Regions from separate parts of the Rattus norvegicus genome. Here regions 2 and 3 are each linked to region 1. A link is a contact called in public Hi-C data. All regions are on one chromosome and are shown on one strand. Each heading gives the region's core, a stretch centred on a gene start, on an enhancer-like site or on the middle of the called end of the contact. The rest is flanking DNA. Distances are from core to core; before and after follow the strand shown.

The links. Hi-C and Micro-C count contacts between places; a contact is called where the count stands out from the background.
Region 2: a Hi-C map of psoas muscle shows a contact between it and region 1, with 2.9 times the contacts expected there. The contact joins the enhancer-like site here to the promoter of Osr1 in region 1. A contact is called at or near these places in 9 of 12 Hi-C or Micro-C datasets (the A7r5 cell line, the Rat2 cell line, Schwann cells and 6 more).
Region 3: a Hi-C map of kidney shows a contact between it and region 1, with 7 times the contacts expected there. The contact joins the promoter of LOC134479278 here to the promoter of Osr1 in region 1. A contact is called at or near these places in 12 of 12 Hi-C or Micro-C datasets (the A7r5 cell line, the Rat2 cell line, Schwann cells and 7 more).

What each region holds. Positions count from the first base shown.
Region 1 is chr6:38,096,288-38,099,219 of GRCr8, forward strand. Osr1 (odd-skipped related transcription factor 1) reads left to right here and starts at 1,364. Exons shown (of 2, transcript NM_001106716.3): 1 at 1,364-2,068; 2 at 2,740-2,932. The coding sequence starts at 1,404. The coding sequence ends at 2,875.
Region 2 is chr6:38,919,046-38,921,977 of GRCr8, forward strand. No RefSeq gene overlaps it. Among named protein-coding and RNA genes, the nearest start is that of Rdh14, 45 kb to the left of the region's middle. Within about 2 kb of position 1,381, at least 7 of the 93 cell types and tissues checked have an H3K27ac peak or open chromatin away from gene starts, as enhancers often do.
Region 3 is chr6:38,718,103-38,721,034 of GRCr8, forward strand. It overlaps LOC134479278 (U1 small nuclear ribonucleoprotein 70 kDa-like), which reads right to left and starts at 1,410. Exons shown (of 2, transcript XM_063262716.1): 1 at 1,249-1,410. The coding sequence starts at 1,255.

The DNA.
Region 1 (2,932 bases), core at 114-2,613:
GGGAAAGAAAACTCAAGACAGAGGAGAGATGTGGGTAAAAGAGGCACTGGCTCAAAGAAGAAATCAGAAGCCAGATACTGCCACTGGGAAAGGGGAAGGATTTTACAAAGACCCTGCTCTGACAAGGATCCCAGCGTTGTCAGTGAACCCCAAGCCTAGAGGCTTCCCAAGGATCGCTACATCTGGCTTCCCTTCATTTTCCCTCTTCCAAGATATAGACCCAAATTAGAAATGTCTGGAGGGACAGAGGAGCTCCCCACTTTCCCATACATCCTGAGGAACTTGACCAAAGTAGTCAGAAGCTGCCAGCTTTGGTGGCCTTGGTCCCTTTGGCATGGCACCCCGACCCTATTCAGGAACCCTGATTTTCTAGTCAGAGAGTAAACAGAGTTCAGCAGTGGAGGCCTGGCATTAGTGTCACACACTGACCTTGCCCAGAGTTCTCACCCTGCAGAAGAAAACTGAACATCTTGCTCCTCTTTGCTATGAGCACATGAATTCCCTCAGTTGGAATTGCAACGGTTTGACGGAGCAAATGGAGTGAAGCACAGATATCAGTAACTTTCTTGAAATGAGGGTAACCTAACCATCAAAGGTTAGGGAGTCCTCAGTAAGCAGCTACCAAGAGCACAGACCCCACTGGATTCACCAATCAGTCTTAAGGTACATTGCAAACTTAGATCCGAGTGGGAGTCTTAAAGATGACCTGATTCTTGTGGCTTCTGGAAACCAAACCAGTTACCCCATGAAATAGGAATTTCTGGTTTCGTTGGCTTAACTTGCAGGAACTGGGCGGTATACGTATTTGAAGCCTCCTGCGTTCTGTACAGGGTTGTCCTATAAAAACACTGGCTGCTCTTCGACTCTGGACCTTCTTGTTGATTCTGCTGCAGAATGAGATAATCTGAATGTGTAAGTGGGGCTTCCTCAGGTTCTGTTAGTACTACTGCTGCGGGACAGTGTAGGTTCCTGTGGCTCTAGGTTTGCCCGAATGTGGATATCCGGTGTCTGCCTGCTTACAGTGTTTGCATCTTTCACAGCTGACAGCAGGCTTTTGTTTTAAGTTGGTTGGATCTGTCTTTAAGGACTTAGTTTCCCACTGATTGCTCTGTCAACATGTATATCTCTGCCAGACACCATTTGGAGGGATTCTGACCATCATGGAATGTTCTGGTCAGACAGCTCTCCTTCGTCTTATGTATTTTGAGGTGGCAGTGGGGTCATGGGTGGGGTCTTTGATTCTCACCTCCTGCATTCCCCAAAGGAGGGGAGAGGGTATAACTGGACTGGAATTCTGGAGGAAACTGACCTGCTCTGAACATCTCTTTGGCTCCCTCCCCACCTTCTCTCTTCCTGTCTTTGCAGATCGATTATTGAAGCCATTGCGGTTACCAGCGACAGAAATGGGCAGCAAAACCTTGCCAGCACCGGTGCCCATCCACCCATCCCTGCAGCTTACCAATTACTCTTTCCTTCAGGCAGTGAATGGCTTACCCACAGTGCCCTCGGACCACCTGCCCAACCTGTATGGTTTCAGCGCTCTTCACGCGGTGCATCTGCACCAATGGACGCTGGGCTACCCAGCCATGCACTTGCCTCGTTCCTCTTTTTCTAAAGTGCCAGGTGCGGTGTCCAGCCTAATGGACGCTCGCTTCCAGCTGCCAGCTTTTCCCTGGTTTCCACACGTCATTCACCCTAAGCCAGAGATCACCGCGGGAGGCAGCGGTGCAGCGCTTAAGACCAAGCCGCGCTTTGATTTCGCTAACCTGGCCTTGGCTGCCACACAAGAGGATCCCACCAAGCTTGGCCGAGGGGAGGGCCCTGGCTCCCCTGCTGGTGGGCTGGGCGCCCTCCTGGACGTGACCAAGCTGTCTCCAGAAAAGAAGCCAACAAGGGGTCGCCTGCCTTCCAAGACCAAGAAGGAATTCGTCTGCAAGTTCTGTGGCCGCCACTTCACTAAGTCCTATAACCTACTTATCCACGAGCGGACGCACACCGATGAGCGGCCTTACACCTGTGACATCTGCCACAAAGCTTTCCGGAGGCAAGACCACCTACGGGACCACAGGTGCGACACTGCAGCACCGCGGGTGGCCCCAGAGGGATCTGTTTCGGCTGCTAAGGCTTGCTGCTTCCCCCTCCCCTTTAAGGTTCCCAAGAGTCTCTAGTGACTGTAAGCATTCCCATACCTCTGGGGATTCTCTCAAACCATAAATGAACTCCTTTCCCCTGCTTTCGCTCCAGGAAAGGTTTTAAAACCGTATGAGAGAAATACGTAGGACCTAAGATCGGGTCTCCACAAGTTCTGGTCTCCTTGCCCCTTTCTCGGTCCTTGAAAACCGTCCAATAGGAGTTCCTGCAAAGACGGAGAGATTTAGGAACGGGCACTTGAAATAGGAACTCAGAAACGTTTTCATTTTAGTTAATTTCATCCAGTTTTAGATTTTAGGAATCTCTTGGGCAGTGCAGATCTAGAAACTGTCTGACGCCTGGTCTGCTGATTGACCTCTAGCATTGACTCAGCCTTTGGGAGGAGGTGCTTACTACTTAATCCCAGAAAGGCTGGTGGTCTATTTGTCCCTCCCTCCTTCATCACCTCACTCCCACCCACAGCCTCTGCAGTCGCTTGATCTTGCTCGCTTTGCCTGTACCCACAAACACCTTAACAGCAGGGGGAGGGGATCTCGGACAGCCATTCATAAACAACATTTGCATTATGTTGTCTGTCTCTACCCTTAGATATATTCACTCCAAAGAGAAGCCTTTCAAGTGTCAAGAGTGTGGAAAAGGATTCTGCCAGTCCCGGACTCTCGCTGTCCACAAGACGCTACACTCACAAGTGAAGGAGCTCAAAACCTCCAAGATCAAATGCTAAATAAACAAAGCCTGCGGGGCACCAGGAACCTGGGGCGTGCTGCCGCCTTCTCTACTA
Region 2 (2,932 bases), core at 131-2,630, 820 kb after region 1:
CATCAGGTACACTAGGCTGGCCAAAGAGCCACAAGAATCCATCCATCTCTTTCCTTCTCTCTCTTAAACACTGGGCTTATGTGTTCATGCCACTGTGTCTGCTTGGTGATTTGGGGGATCCAACTCAGCTCCTCATGCTGGTGATACAATCTTTTTACTGATCGAGCTCTTTCCATCACACCCCAAAAAGTGAGCCTTGATGACAATGCCTTGAACATATTAGAGTATCTGCCCTTCTGCCTGGTATAGCTCTCACCATTTCTATGGTCTCTGAGCAATCTCACTGTGTTAATCAGTGAACAATAAATGCTTGTTGCACACTTTGTCCAGACCAAGCATACTCTAGCATCCCATTTTCATTCCTGCCTAACCTATCAACATTTGAATACATGGCCTCTCCTCTACTGCAAGTGCAGTGGGATGGGAGCTAAGAATTACTGAAACTTCTTTTCCCACTTCCGTATAACCCCCGCTATCTTGACTCTAATTGCTTTGAAGCTGAGTTGTAATTAGTGTCTTCCCCAGTCTTTAACAATTGGCCTGGTGAGGATTGCTGCATTTCTTAAGCAGCCATAGCCAGGGGCACATATCAGGTAGTTATTGTACTCCTAAACCCAACCAGGTAGCTGAAGCCCAGAAACTTGTACAAGGCTGGGAGGTTAGAGAGAGGGCTTTTGGGGAGGACTGGCCCACTTGATCCAAGGCCCAAAGCTAGATCCCCTGTCCTTGAGGTCTTTGGTTTCAGACCCTGCTTGAGAGAACAAAGGAGATTTCAGTTGTCACATCTCTGCAGCCCTGAGCTGCTCTGTTTCCTAACTTGGCTGCCTTTCCCATGTGCTGTTTCCCATCAAATACCTCCCCCCTTCCCCTCAGATGATTGGTTGAAATTAAATATCCTAAAATTACACTGAAAGGGAGTGTGTGTGTGTGGGGGGGGGGGAAGCTAATACGAAATTTTAATCAAAATACAAGCTTAACAGTTCCCAGTCTTTGAAATTCGAAGCAGACCTGAGGTCCATGGAGATGTCCCAACTTGTCTCAGGTGTGAAGTTAGCCAATGGATGGTGCAAAACAGAATGAATTGAAAAGGGGGTTTTCTAAAAACAGTGAGGTCATCTTTCCCTTTCCGCAGTGGACATGACTGGAGGAATCGGTTCCCCAAGAAAAGGGGTCTGGGGGCTTCTCCCCATCCCCATCCCCATCCACAAAAGCTTAAAGTGCTTTGCGGAGGACCAACAAAGGAGTTTGGAGGAAGGCCAACCCTCACAGAAAGAAGCGGACATGCGCGCCCTCTGGTGGACGAAGCTCCGTTAGCCTGCACAAGATGGTATTTCTCGCTGGATTAACTCTATAAATAGACAGATGATTTATTAAACAGATTTGAGGCTCATTTGAGGCACAGGGCCATGATTGCTTCAGGGCTCAAATAAGGGAGTGCTTAGGACCTCTCTTCTCCTGAAGACACCTGGACTTACTTAGCGTGATCTACATTGCAAGTGCACTGGACACTGTTGGCTCCGTTGCTCCCAGCCAGGAGATGCCAAATTCCTCCTATATAAAAGGAGCTTTAGTAACTCAAGCAAAATAAGCACACTTTCCCCCCACCGCCTTCCCAGAGACTAAGGCGGCAGGGTTGCTGGGAGGATACACAATACCTTGTTACAAACCATGTAATGTTTTAAAAAGTATCTATCTGACAGCCTTGGCTAAAGCCAGATCTTCTATCTCGATTACTTCAATATGTCAGGTCCATATCGCACCACTGCATCCAGGATTTCAGAGCCAAGACCTCTGTCTTGTCCAACCTTTCCATCTGGAAGCAATGAGCTTAATATTCTGGCTCTCCCCCCATAAAAGCTATGTCACAAAAAAGTAGCAGCATGTGAACTGCTCCCCTCCCCCAAGACACACTGGGACTCCTCATCCCCTGTATGCTCTCTTCAGTTACACTGAAAGACCATCCCACCTCTCCCCTCCCCATAAACCAGAATCTGCCTGTAACAGCATAGTACCAGGAGAGAAGGAATGAATTGACAATCATTTACACTTTAATCCCACTTTTGACATTTTGAGAGATGCAGCTTAAAAATATACTTGAGGCTTAGGGACTCCCTCTGTCCAGCTGTGTTCACTAGAGAAGAGACATCCCCTTCCTTTCATGGATCCTACTGCTTCTGGTGTCCCACTGGAGACCCAGATTTCAAGCTTATTTCATATTGAGCTTTTCCTTCTGTGTTGATAAAGGTCATCACCATCACTAAGTTCTGCGGTTGGTAGTTCCCAGTGATAACAGCCTTCCTTGTTTTATATGTTTGATTCGTGCATTCATTCACTTTTTTGTGTGTGTGTATTTGGTTTCCGATCGAATGCCTAGCAGCTTCTTTTGTATGTCTTCTGTTTCACTGCAAAATCACATGGGTGTCTGGTTCCCAGCGCCTGTGTTGTGAGAAAGGACAACCTCGGCTCTGGAACAGTTAGGTGGGTGGTCCCCATAAGCCACTGCTGCGTTTGATTCTTCGGGTGGTCAATAAGCACAGGTAGGTGCTGGTCATTCTCGGTCTACACACCGAGAATGGTGGAAACGAAGTCCGGGAATGTGTGTGCCGGAACAAGTCACCGAGGAAAAGCCATCTGCGCATGTTCAAAGTCAGGAGACTGGAAGAGCTAGATCAGTGGCAGCAAATGATGCAATGCACAGAGCCAGGGGGAAACCATGGGAACTGCACCGAGAACTCGGGGCTTTGCCTGGAAATGATATAATGCTGCTGTTCACCCTCCAATGAATCTGAGTCCTGGAGTTCTGGAAGATTAGTGTAGCTGGAAATCACCCTCCTGCTGAGCTCCCTGGGCTTTGGCTACTTTTCTGTTCTCCTTCAGCTGGAAGCTTCTAGGGGCAGAGGTCAGCTTTCCTGTGTTGAATCTTTAGGGAAGG
Region 3 (2,932 bases), core at 160-2,659, 620 kb after region 1:
ATATTATTTAAGAAAAATAAATTTCTAGAGTAAGAAGAATGGACAAAGAGATAGATGATGAAAGACTTTCAAAGTCATGCCACCTTGTAAGCTGGCCTATGTGAGCCGTAATCCTGAAGATATCCTCCCCGGCAACTCATTATAACCTATGCAGAGGAAAGAACATGGCACCAATCTTCATGGCATAAGCCACAAGGCAAATGCAGTGAGAGAAGAAGCATTTCTTTTTGACTTCTGAAAGTTTTTCTATGCAGTACAATAAGAACAGGGCAGGATGATTTTCCTCCACAGATAAAGCAAATATGTCCTCTCAGGCCTCCTTCATGACCCCCCCCCCAACCTTGGTGAACCATCACAGGGAGAAAATTGGTGATTTTAGAAAGGCAGACTGATGGGGAAACCCTAGAGAAAGCTGTGTGACACTCTGGACAAACAACACACAGCTGCCTCCTCCTGGCTCCTTGGGAAATGTCCCTTCAGCAGTGATGAGAAAACACTTTGAAGAATCAAAGGGATAGATTCCCCAGCTGCCTTAACCACTCATTTTTATAACTACCACCAGCAATGAGTTTTAAGAGATAAAAGTTTGTTTGGAAATTCCATTCTCATGCGGACTGTGGTTAAAAGCAAATGGCTCCCCCTTCTCTCATTTTGGCTAGAGATTTATACACCTTCCAAGGCAGCCCAAGTCTTATTTCTACAACTGGACTACTAAGTATCTTGAGGTTACCTCTGACAATAACAAGCTCCATTTCTGGATTGTGGCACTAAGCTCAGACAGTTCAAGAAAATCAGATCAGTTTCGATACCTGAAAAAGTTGGGTCAGAGACCTTGGGAAGGTTTACACTAAATCAACTTGAACATTAACATTACTCAGCTCTTAAAGTTATGCAGGTTCTGAACATCCCCTGGGTTATGAGTGGTTTCAGGCACTAGTGTCTTCTGATATTCAGACACAAGTTTAATATAAAACATCTAATGATGGCAACGCAGGGGAAACAATAGTGTATTCCTGGTGTTAATGCTTTTTAAAAATAAAGTCTTACTTCTTGCAGACATTGCAATGTGCATACACACACACACACACACACACACACACACACACACATGCTAATATGCACACCCTCCATTATGCACATACATATAAATACTCATTTTGCTTGCACACTGATAAACGTCAAGAAGACAAGTAGTTAACAACCATTTCTGCTCTTCATTACCACCACTCTTAGCTTTCATAAACTCACCTGGCATTTATAAGAATAATAGTTAGCACTATGCACAGATTTACAACGAGATGCAAAGGATGATTCTTAGCGTCATCTTCAGTTCAAATTTCAGATGTTGAGTAAATGGAGACCCGAGTGTGGTGGAGAATATAGTTTGTTGATTCCAGTTTCAGCTGGACTAATCTAACCCCTTTCTACACCTAGTTAGAGGAACTCCACAAGCTGTTCAATGGTGCCCCCTTCCTGTCAGTGATGAATTTGACACAGAATAAAAACTGCTCTTTTACAATTTAAAACTAAGAATTGTTAGCCCACATAGAACCTTTGCCAGACAAGTAAAATCAGTCAAGATTCAGGATGTCAAAGAACATAATTCAAAACCATCTTTATCCTGTAACTAGAGGGAAGCAGGAATCCCAGGATTTGGGAACTCAAAATCTCAAAAGACTGACTGAAAGTATGCCCATGGTGTAATGTAGTCTAACAGTACATCAAATGTTATCATAGACATAATCTTTTCACAGTACTGTGACACAAGCTAAGGATTGGAATCTCGATAAATTGCAGGCTTTTAATTATGTGTTCAAACATTGGCAAGGCATAAAATCAATTGCTGGACAACTAAAATGGAATGTAATATTCTCACGGGGTTACAGAGGTATGTTAGATTAAGGATCCCTTTATTCAGAGTGGCACTGTAAAAGATTTCTGTGGACAAAACATCAACTGAGATTGTATGCAAGACAGAAGGGTACCAACTTCAGTCTGAAGGCTGACAGCAGGCACTTTTGTGCAGTAGAGTACTGACTAGTATATACTCAGTTAAATATCATTATTATCTGTTTTCTTCATTCAAACTTCTAACGATACTTACAGAACACCGTTCTACATGGAGCCCCAGAAAAGTAAAAGGCTTTGAAGGAAACTTCTTTCTCCGTATAGTTATAGTGTTTGACAATTAAAACCTATTGCAAAAACAAAGCAGAGGGCATTAATATCCTGAGTCTTGTGAAACAATAGTGCAAAACAGTGCGCCATGCTACTAGATAGCATAAGATAATAAGGAAATAATATACACTTGAACATGTTTTGTTGGGCAAAAGGAAGATGAGAAGAATTAAAATAAACAAAAATGAAGAATTTCTTTAATATTATATAATTTTTAGTTTGGATTTCCGGATTCCCAAGCCTCTACAAATGGGAAGATAAAATTTACAAAGATGATGAGGAGAATCTCAGAATAAATGGAAAAGAAGAAAATCCAACTTTATTTAAAATGAATAAAATAATACTGATATAAACATGCAACTTTACCATTGTATTTATTATATTTTTAAATTAAAATAGAATTATATCATTTTGACCTCTTTTTCCTCTCTCAAACTCCTTTCATGTCCTGCTCTAACTCCCTCTCAAGCTGATGGCCTCTATTTCTTTGATTATTCTTCTTCTACCTGAATGTCCATATGTGTGTGTGTGTGTGTGTGTGTTTGCATGTATGTGTGTGTATGTATGTGTGCATGTATGTATGTAGGTAGGTAGGTATGTAGGTATGTGTGTATGTGTGTGTGTTTGGTCTATGTATGTGTATGTATATGTATCTGTGTATGTATGTGTGTGTGTAACTCCAACCTGCTGAGTCTGTTTCTTGGTTGTGTTTATATTATTTCAAAGCTAGCTATTTTGTGCTACATATACAGAC